Linked DNA regions of Capra hircus: region 2 is linked to region 1. The links are chromatin contacts, called in public Hi-C maps. All regions are on one chromosome and are shown on one strand. The core of a region is the stretch at or near the end of the contact, and the rest is flanking DNA. Distances in the headings are between cores, read along the strand shown.

What was found. A called contact is a pair of places that touch in the nucleus more often than the background predicts.
Region 2: a contact with region 1 is called in a Hi-C map of liver, with 4 times the contacts expected there. The contact joins two enhancer-like sites. A contact is called at or near these places in 2 of 5 Hi-C or Micro-C datasets (blood and liver).

The regions. Positions count from the first base shown.
Region 1 is chr17:5,596,127-5,601,411 of ARS1.2, reverse strand. It overlaps GRK3 (beta-adrenergic receptor kinase 2), which reads left to right. Exons shown (of 21, transcript XM_018061071.1): 13 at 2,201-2,308. Among named protein-coding and RNA genes, the nearest start is that of MYO18B, 28 kb to the right of the region's middle. Within about 2 kb of position 2,176, at least 1 of the 5 cell types and tissues checked has an H3K27ac peak or open chromatin away from gene starts, as enhancers often do.
Region 2 is chr17:5,756,393-5,761,297 of ARS1.2, reverse strand. No RefSeq gene overlaps it. Among named protein-coding and RNA genes, the nearest start is that of CRYBB2, 14 kb to the left of the region's middle. Within about 2 kb of position 1,522, at least 2 of the 5 cell types and tissues checked have an H3K27ac peak or open chromatin away from gene starts, as enhancers often do.

The sequences.
Region 1 (5,285 bases), core at 927-3,426:
CTACCTATTTGCCATAAAGTAATGGGACCAGATGCTATGATCTTTGTTTTTTGAGTGTTGAGTTTTAAGCCAACTTTTTCACTCTCCTCTTTCAAGACTTCCATCAAGAGGCTCTTTAGAAGCCTGCATAGGGCATGGATATAATCATCGACTTTTTATGGGGTAGAATCTGAGGTTCCAAGAAACTAAGGAACTTGAGCAAAGTCACAGGCCTGGCAGATCGTGGGGCTTGAATTAAAATCCAGTTCTGTCCAGCTCTAAGGCTCGAGCTCCCCACACTCATTTGAACTCCATGAGGCTTTGAGAGGATGGACCTGGTACTAGATTAAAGACTTGTGGCCAGACTCTCACCCTCGACTGGGCTTCTCTGGTCTTTTCAAAGCGGTAGGTGTGATCCCAGGACTCCATCTGATGCTGGCAGAGCAGCGTCGTGGTCGGTTCCCCATCTTGACCCCGACTCCGTCCTTTTAATGATGGAATTGGGTTCTCAGAAACTAAAAGTGAACCGTGGAGCAGCCACCAGACCACACAGGGAAGCTTGTTTGTGGAATCTAGCGGATCGTCCTGACTCCCTGAGTCCCAGCTGAGTTTCTTCAAGAGCACAGCTCTCGGCCTCTAGTCACCGTGCCTTCAAACGCTCGGGTGTTCCTTCAGCGTGGACAGCACAGAGCGGCCGTGGGAAGCGCAGCAGCCTCGGGTGCTGCCGAGTGGCAGGGCTGGAAACCATGCGGCAGGCGGCCCAGTGCTCGGCGTTGTGTGCCGTGTCCACCCGGAGGCGTGATGTGCACTAACCCCGCGTATGTCTCCTTGTCGGAGTCTTCCCATCCCAGGACTGGGTTTTGATCCCAAGAATCACAGGTTATAAAGCCACCAAGGTTTTCCTGGCCACACTGAAATTAAGCTTGCCAGAAAATGGCTTGGATGCCCCTTACAGAAATCTCTGACGTCCTCATAGTGTGACTCACTGACCTCATGCCAGCAGACTTTGGATTGCAGGGGGCAGAGCTTTTCTGGTGGATGGACCAGTGCCCATTTCCACTGTTTGGAAAAGTCTTTCAAGATGGAACTATGAGGCTGAGGGGACACCAGTCCCAGTGTTGAGCCCGTGTCATCAACAATCCAGGGTTACTTGTCTGAGCAGATTCTCACCGAAACTGAGCATAAGCAAGTTAGAAATGCTTATAAGAACGCAAGGGGTTCTTTTCTAGTGCCGGTGCTGCCCTGAGCCCATCCCACTTGTGTTCTGTGGGGGTGAAGGTATCACATCATCATCCGTTCTATCTGAAGAAAATCGATGAAGGACGGGAATGCAGCTGCAGATAACGGCTTTTGGGGAGTGCTTTTGAGCCAACGCCTCTGAAAGTTTCCCATGAGCCTTCTCTCACTCTTGGAATGGTGTGTGCTCACATTGTAGGACAGGAGAGGATTTTGAGTTGCAGATAGAACATATTATATGTAAACAGCTATCCTCCCAGGTGGTTTTCCTCAGCTTCCCGCAAGCCATCTGCACGTTTGCTGAGCTGGGTCCTTTGACCTGTCGGCAGCTCTTCAGACCTGGGACTTCTCTGTCTCCATACCTGTCAGCTTCCCCACCACCACTTGGGGACCACCGTGACTGTGGAGGGTGGGGGCCGCCATGGACACCTGTGCAAACCCCAGTCCTCAGCATGGGGGGTGGCGCCTCACAGGAGTGCCCGATACCATCACTTCCAGGTCCAGAGTGTTGCAGTTTGGTCACCTGTCCTCGCAGATGGGGACGGGCACTAACCTGTCCCCATCGCTTCCAGGTCCGGAACACTGCGGTGTGGTCACCCGTTCATAACCACCTCCCCAGCCCCACACATCTCCACACAAAAGCTCTCCAGTGGGCAAGAGACCCTTGGCTCCCCCTTGCTGTAGTGGGGAAGGCTCACAAGATTCAGATCTCACCTCCCAGACCATAGAGCATGCCCAGAGCATGCACATGGCTCACGGTTATCTCATATGGTAATTTATTAATATTCATTCCTATTTTAATGAAGGAAAGATCGTTTTCCTAATGAGTGTTCACCAAGCCATACTTAATGGAAGTGCTGGTGTCCCCTCCTCCTTGTTTGGCCTTGCTTCTATTTGATGAATGGCGCCCTGGCCTCTGGGCGAGCTGGGGATAGTCTGTGAGCGGGAACATGCTGTTGACTGCACGCGCCCTTCTTCTCCCCAGTGGCACCCACGGGTACATGGCGCCCGAAGTTCTGCAGAAGGGGACCGCCTACGACAGCAGTGCCGACTGGTTCTCCCTGGGCTGCATGCTTTTCAAGCTTCTGAGAGGGTGAGTGACATGTGTCCCTTCAGTCCATCACCATGGATAAGAAATGTTTACACATCATTAGGTGCTAGTATCTGTATAGATCAGATAGTGATCTTTAAGCCACACAGTGATCCAGGCAGTGCTCACAGCTCTTTCTGCCCGTAAAAATGTGTTTCCTTCCCGTAAGCTTTGGGTATTTTTGTCCCACTCCAGGAAGAAATTCCAGCACGTTTAAATGTAACATAAGACCGTGTTGGACTATTTCCATTGTTAAGCCTTATTTGGGGAATGAGTGCTATTTTTAAATATAGATAATTGAAGAGGGTAGTAGAATTCCTTTTCCCTAGAAATGAATTACTCATGATTGTCTTGTGAGCTCAAAGCATTTCTTACACAAGAGGGTGAAGACCCAAAGTGAACCTGTGTTAAAAGTGCACATTTGTTTGTGAATATGCTGAAATTTGCAGTTTTTAAAAACATAAAGATAAAATTGTGCAGTTCTGTGTTCACTTGTGTTATACTTGTCCCTTTGGTGTAAACTGCCAGAGATGAAATACAGTGGAAAGAGGATGGAATGAAAGCACTCTCGAGATATGTTCTCACATTGAACATTTACAAATTATGTTAATATTCCATTAGTTTTAAGAGTCTTGAGTCAATTTTAACAGAAAGTGTAAGTGTTTAGATGTGTTTTTGATTATTCTCCATTCATAGAGGTACCACAAAAAAGCAATTTATACTAAAAGTTCCTGGTCAGGATTCTCCCTGTTACATTTCCCCTATGAACACACAGGCCTGGTAGTTTGTTTAACTGGCCACGATTTTTCCGGAAAGCCTTACTGAGCATCACAGCATGTTCTTCTTATATCGGGCTGGCCAAAAAGTTTGTTCATGTTTTTCCATAAGATGTTTTTAACACAATCTGGAAAGAGGCTGAGTTCCCTGTCTTCCCCCTAGACTAGGTTCCAGGCACCCTGGCTGCTTCCCCAGGACTCGGGTAATCTAGTTGTTCTCTGCTCTCTGCCTCACTTGGGAACTGAAATTGTATTACTGCTCAGAGACTCAGGTCCTGTTGGTCCTTAATTGAATTATTGTGTTTGTGGAGCCTGGAGGGCCTTAATTCCTGTAATCAGACTAGCTGACCTAATTAGAGAGTTTCTGCAAAGCAGACCAGAGAAAACTGCTTTCCACCCAAGACGTTTCCCCGGCCGGCGGGGGTCCCTGCGTGTGCGGTGAGTGCATCCAAACACGCTCTCTTCACTCAGGTCTCCTCTGGTTGTGGGGGGAACAGTCAGAGGTCAGAAGCCACAGTTACAGAATCATGAGGTAATTTAAAAAAAACTGCACAACAGCAAACCCATTGCGCATGAACTCAAGATATGAAAGTCGGTTGTGAAATATGGCAGAGCCTTGGTTCAGGGCTTTCTTTGTTTATTGATTTCTGTCTAATGTTGTTATTCTGTCTATAATAATGTCCACACATATAGACTAGGAACAGTCTGGCATATATTCCTGTTTTTATAAGATCCAAGGATGGGTCCAGTCGTTAATTCTAGGCCAACAATGTATTTGTGGCTGAAAAAGTGAATTCCATCTCCTTGGTCACGGTTCAGGTCTGCAGGACTGAGTTGGAAGGTGCTCCTTCCTCTGTGACGTCCTTGATCAGGCTTGGTTAAAGCATCACAGTTGATGTGACCCCTGTGGAGGGGAGTCTAGGCCAACAGGAAGACATCCAGAGGATGGTAGTGGGGATGGGATGGATGGATAACAAGAGATGAGAATGGTGGCGGCTAGACATGGCGTCTCACATGGACAGGTTCAGAGAGCTGGGCACACTGCTTCCGGCAGCCACACCATAAGCTGCAGCAGTGTCAATCCTCATGGAATAAACCAGACTCCATGCCAGACCCTCCCCAGCACTCGTCCTCAACCTCAGGAGCTCCTGGCAACACTTGGGGACATTTTTGGTGGTGCCAACTAGGGGAGGGGCTCCTTCTGGTATCTGGCAGGTCGAGGCCAGGGGTGCTGCAGAGGATACCCCCACTGCCCCAACGAAAGGTCACCCAGCTGAGGAGGAGGAACTCCGCTGCAGACGAGTCTCTTCCCGTCCCTCCTGTGTCTGTGCAGTGATGGTGACCAGGGGTCACCAAGGGTCTTTTTGCTTCTGTTTTCTGTGATCAGATAATTCCCACACTGACCAGTGTGCCCCATCACCTTGGCTGAAACATTTCTCTGCACCTCTCATTCTGTCGTGACCCCCTCGAAGGATTCCTCAGGGTGCAAGAGACAGGAACCTGGATGTGAGGATGCTGTCAAGGCTGGAGGATGTGTTTGCGTCCCTGGACCATCTGTTGGGTGGGGTTACTGCTTCCACTTCAGCTGACTGTCAGATATGAGAGAGCATCTGTGTACAAAGATGTTGCAAATGTGCAGAAATGTGGTCACGACCCTCGAGCTAGAGTCACATATCTGTTAAGAGAAAGAATTGGTGTGACCGTAGCCTTGATCTTAAACTTGTCCCCATTGATTGTCAGACATGAGGAGAGAGCCCTGGGGGTGGTCTGGGGAAAGCAGAGCTCTGTCTGAGGTTACTGAGTTTGTTCCTCTTGGGAAAAAAGGAATGTTTATAAATATTTTGGCAGCTGTTGGCTTAGGTTCAAAACTCACATTTGATGTTGCATGCTGTCTTTTTGGTATTCTAGAATTAATTTTTGATGTAAGACTTCTTAATCACTTGTGTTTATAAACGGATTGTCTCTGAGCTCTGGTTTCACTGTGAATATGATATGTGTGTGTGTCTCTGTATGTTTCCCCATCGTTTGTCATGCCTTGAACGATTTCCCAACTCACCTGGGGGCAATTCGCAGTTCTCACACTCTCTCTTGTAATTCCAAAGCCACATCCGACCACTGCACATGTGAGTCCTGTTTCCACAATGTCCTTCCATGCAGCCTGAATGTTGCATGAGGGCTTGGCTGGTGTCGCAAACTGTTGACAG
Region 2 (4,905 bases), core at 273-2,772, 160 kb before region 1:
AAATAGGGAAAAAGTAGTGTCTCCCTAACAGGGTAATAGCAAGAATGGTGAGATAACCCAGGTGTTCGGTATATAAATGTTAAACACTGGTTGGTCTTCTGTAGTATGAATACCCGCTCCCGGAGAGCAGCTGCTTTTTCCTTTGGCTGTGCTGTCTTTTGATGTAGTTTTAAATTTTGATGTGATTTAACATCACTCTGCGCCTTTATGGTTTGTATCTGCCATGTCTGCTATGTCTTCTTTAAGAAGTTCTTGCCCCATTTGTCATGAATATATTCTCCAAACTTTTTCCCTACAGGTTTTAAACTTTTAAAGTTTTCCCATTTAAGCTCTCAGTTGTCCTGGAGTTGATTTTTGTGTATAGTATGTGGCAGGGACCTAATTTTTCACTTTTGATTTCTTTTCCCCCCCCACTTTGGATCACTGTTGTCCTGGAGTAATTTATTGAGAAGTCCATTTCCCCCTCACTGTGGTGCAAACTTGCCTCTTTGTCCCATAGTAAATGGTCACATATACAGGGGGTCTATTTATGGGCTCTTTTCCTCCTGTTCCTATTCTGTTTGTGTGTCTCTGTATTCTTACCGTATTATGTTAATAACCATTGCTATGTAATAAATCTTGCAGTGTGCGTGTGCATATGTGTGTGTGCGTGCTCAGTCCTGGCCTACCCTTTGCCCTAAACCATCCTTCTTCAAGGACATGTTAGATAAGCTTGCCCCTTAATATCTCCATATAAAATCATTTCCTCAAATCTAGAAAAATGGGAAACCCTATTGAATGAGAGCTAAAGAGATTAATTACCATGAAGGTGGGAACTAATAAATGTTGCCAGCTTCGATTTGTTCATTCATTCTTCAGCCGACAGTCACCGAGTACCTGTTTTGTTCCCGGAATGGGCAGAGTAGGGGCTACAAAGGAAGGCAGACAGCCCCAGCCGGCAGGCAGATTCCTCTCCGGGGGGATGGAAGTAGCTGTTGGTGGTGGTGATTATGGTGTGAATCATGGTGGTGATTATGAGTTGAACTGTTTCCCCCCTCAAAGTTCATATGTTGAAGTCCTAACCCCGATACCTCAGAATGCGACTTCATTCGGAAATAGGGTCTTAGCCACTGGGCCACCAGGGAAGTCCCTGTCTCTCCCTCTCTTCTCCCTGGGGACCTGTATTTATTTCTGCTGGTGCCTCTGCTTCTCCATCTTTCTGTCTGTTAACCCTCCGTCTTTTTTTTTCTCTTTATCTCTATCTCCCCATTCAATCCCTGTCTTTCCCCTCCCCCTCCTCGTCCGTCTGTCACGGGGGGCTGTGCTCTGTCCCCCAACCTCCCCTCCTTCCGCCTGGACCTCTCCCTTTATCCTCTGGTCTCCACAGAATCCGCGCGGCTTCTCCTTTCTGGCCTCCAGGAGCCACTTCCCCTTTCAGCCACCAGGTGGCAGCAGAGCATCATCCTCAGGGCTCCCCCCGCAACCTGTCCCCCGAGCTCTGATTGGAAATACATCCCGCCAGTCACAGCATGCAGGGCAGCTACAGGTTGTTATAGGTCAGGTGACTAACTCTGACCTATAGCAACCCGTGGGTGGTTCCTGTTTCACAGAGGAGCAACAGCGTCGCAGACGAGGGAATGACTTGCCCAAGGCCACTGTTGAAAGCAAGAGAAAGTGAAAAAGCTGGTGTCGGAACCCAGGACTCTGGCTGCCTTTGAACCTCCATGCTCCGAACCCCTCACCAGCCATTCTGAGGGGCCCTTTTCCGGCTGCCCATGGTCACTGTGCAGCCCTGCAGCCATTCCTGTCTGTCTCTGGGGTTGGGCCGGTGGGAGGTCAGGGGGTGCCTATGGAAGCTTCCAGTCCTGGAGATGCTAAGGGGCGGAGCGCCCTGACCCCGGCTTTAAAAATAAGGAGCCTAAAATAGCCCTTCCCACGCCTCCTCACTGGGGCCTTTGATGCCGGCTGACGGGGCTGGGCTGCCGTTTCACGCGGCTCCTCTGGACAGACCGTGCCGGGAACCTGGGTTGGAGGGCAGGCCCACCTCAGAGCCGCAGCAATGTCCTCCTAAAAGCAAACGTTTGGTCCCGTCGAGAAGCGGGGCGTTGATGGGCTTCGGACCTGGGCATCAGGAAGCTTTGGCAGAGCTGCCCTGAGGAGATGCTGGAAACGAAACAGGTATGTGATGTCCCAGGGTTGGTTTCCTGAATTTCCATCACCGTTTGACCTCTTGAATTTCTGTTAGATGCACCCACTACTCACTAATTCCCCGATCCAAGCGCATCGTCTCCTGTTCACACAATCCCAACAGCCTCCTCACAGGTCCCTCTGCGTTCCTTTTGCCTGGTCAGCCCCATCTCCACACAGCAGTCAGAGGGAATCCACTCAAAAAATGCAGACCCAATCGTGACACTGTCCTGCTTAAACCTGCCGTGGTCCCCTGTCGCCCTTTGGATAAAGACCCTAATCATGACAATACCTTTGAGAGCTAGTCTGTTTTTGTTTTAATTTAAACAATTACTTATTTTTTTTTGGCTGCACTGTGTTTTGGCTCTGCGTGGGCTTTCTGTCCTTGTGGTGAGCGGGGATTACTGTTTGTTATGGTGTGTGGGCTTCTTACTGCGGTGGCTTCTCTTGTTGAGGAGCCCAGGCTCCTGAGCGTGGGTTTCAGTAGCTGTGGCTCACACGCTTAATTGCTCCATGTCCTGTGGGATCTTCCCAGGCCAGGGATCGAACCCATGTCCCCTGCTTTGGCAGGCAGATTCTTAGTCTCTGTGCTGCTGGGGAAGTCCGTTATCTGTCTTCCGAAGGCCTGAGCGTGATGTGGCTTTACCTTTCTTTGATTCCTTACTTCATTTCCATTCCATCCTAGACTGAAGTCTCCCCTGAGAGCAGGGAGGAGGCCGGAGTTGCATTCTCTGGACTCAAGAGCCCACACACAGTTGAGGCTTGGTAGAGACTGGATGCAGGAAGGAAGGAGGGAAGGAAGGAATGGGCTGGCCCTGCCCAGAGAGCAGGCGTGGCCAAGAAGACAACCTCCTTAAAACTGGTCATGTCCAGGCGAAGACCGGCAGTCTAGGAAGATCAGGCAACGGGGTGCAAAGCTCGTCCTGCTCCCTAAGCTGGGAAGGATCCCTCCTTCCCCTCCTCCTTGAAGTGGTGACCATCCCCCACGAGTCCTTCCAAAGCACAGACTCCAGAACCCATCAGAGGGTGAGACTGAGCCCTGCCTCTTCACAGCTCTGTGGCCTTAACGTTCTTATCTGAAAACAGTGTGCTTGTGACTTGTTCAGCGACAGGTCCTCCGAAGCGAAAAGTCTAGAGCCCAGTGCCTAGCTGCTCAGGAACAAAGGTGTTTGTCTCTTTGAAACTTTCTGTTCTCCTTCCTTCCGCCTTCTCGATCTAGAGCAACGGTCCCTAACCTTTCTGGCGTCAGGGACTCATTTCATGGAATACAATTTTTCCATTGACTAGGGGAAGGGGGAATGGTTTCAGGATGATTCAAGTGCATTACATTTATTGTGCTTTATTTGTATTATGGTTACATCAGCTCCACCTCAGATCATCAGGGACCCTGGAGGCTGGGGACCCCCTAGTCTAGAGAGTATAAAAAAAAATATTCAACCATTGCCTTCAGTCTAGGGCAGGCCTCTGAACTGTAGCTCTCCTGATGTGGGTCCCAGGACCAACTGGGGGCTTCCCAGGTGGCTCTGTGGTAATGAATCTGCTTGCCAATGCAGGAGATGCAGGTTCCATCCCTGGGTTGGGAAGAGCTCCTGGAGTAGGAAATGGTACCTCATTCTGGTATTCTTGCCTGGAAAATTCCACTGGCAAAGGAGCACGATGGGCCAGAGTCTGGGGGCCCGCAAGGAGTTGGACAAGACTGAGCGACTGAGCGTGGGACTGCCCTGTGCGTTACGAGTTGTTTAGCTGCGTCGCTTGCCTCTGTCCAGTAGATGTCAGTAACACCCTCGAGTTGTAACTCCAAACAGCCAACTATCTCCTGGGGGTGCAGACACCCCACGCTGAGAACTAGGGATACTTATCCTGGGGGATGGGTAAGTATATTTTTAAAGAGGATAGTGGATGGAGTCACAGAGGGTGGGATTTTAGGCCAGGGTGCAGACAGGGAGGGCAGCAGTTAGGACAACCTATGCACAGCAGGGGAGAAGGCAGTGGCGCCCACTCCAGCACTCTTGCCTGGAAAACCCCAGGGACGGAGGAGTCTGGTGGGCTGCAGTCTAGGGGGTTGCACAGGGTTGGACACGACTGAGTGACTTAGCAGGAGCAGCAGCATGCACAGTAGGTGTTTTCTCCTTGCCATGTATGAGATAGATTCAGATAAACTCCCAGAGCTGCAAGTGGTAGGGCGGGGGGGACAGCAAGTCTGCCACCTCACAGATGGGAAAACTGAGGTCTGGAGGCAGGGGCTTTGTTATAGCAGACAGCCTTGGGTGTCTAAAATACATATGCAAAAATGTCCCGGCGTTTAGTATGTACATAGATATATATTTGACATATAGTGTACATAGCAACTCTATTAAAAACATATGAAGTCATAAACAGGGAAGTAATTTTAGAGTTTTATTTTTTAATGTGTACTGTGTGTGGGCACCTGTGCCCTCATGCACACACGCACGCACACGTGGCTGCCCGCATGCACACACATGCACACGCTCAACCTTCTTGTATCTTTCTGGTGATTCTGGGAAGAAGCAGTGGAAGGAATCTGGGGTGTGTTTGCTGCCTGCCGTCTTAAAGCCTTGGGGGGAGGAGAATAGGGAGGGCAATAGGTGCAGATGAAACAGAGGGAAATCTGAGGGCTAAATGCGAGGACACGGCCATTATGTCCTTTTGTTTTATCCAAACAAAAGGTGACTGTGATCTGGTTTCGAATGAAAAGGGCTGAAGTTTACCTATGATTTT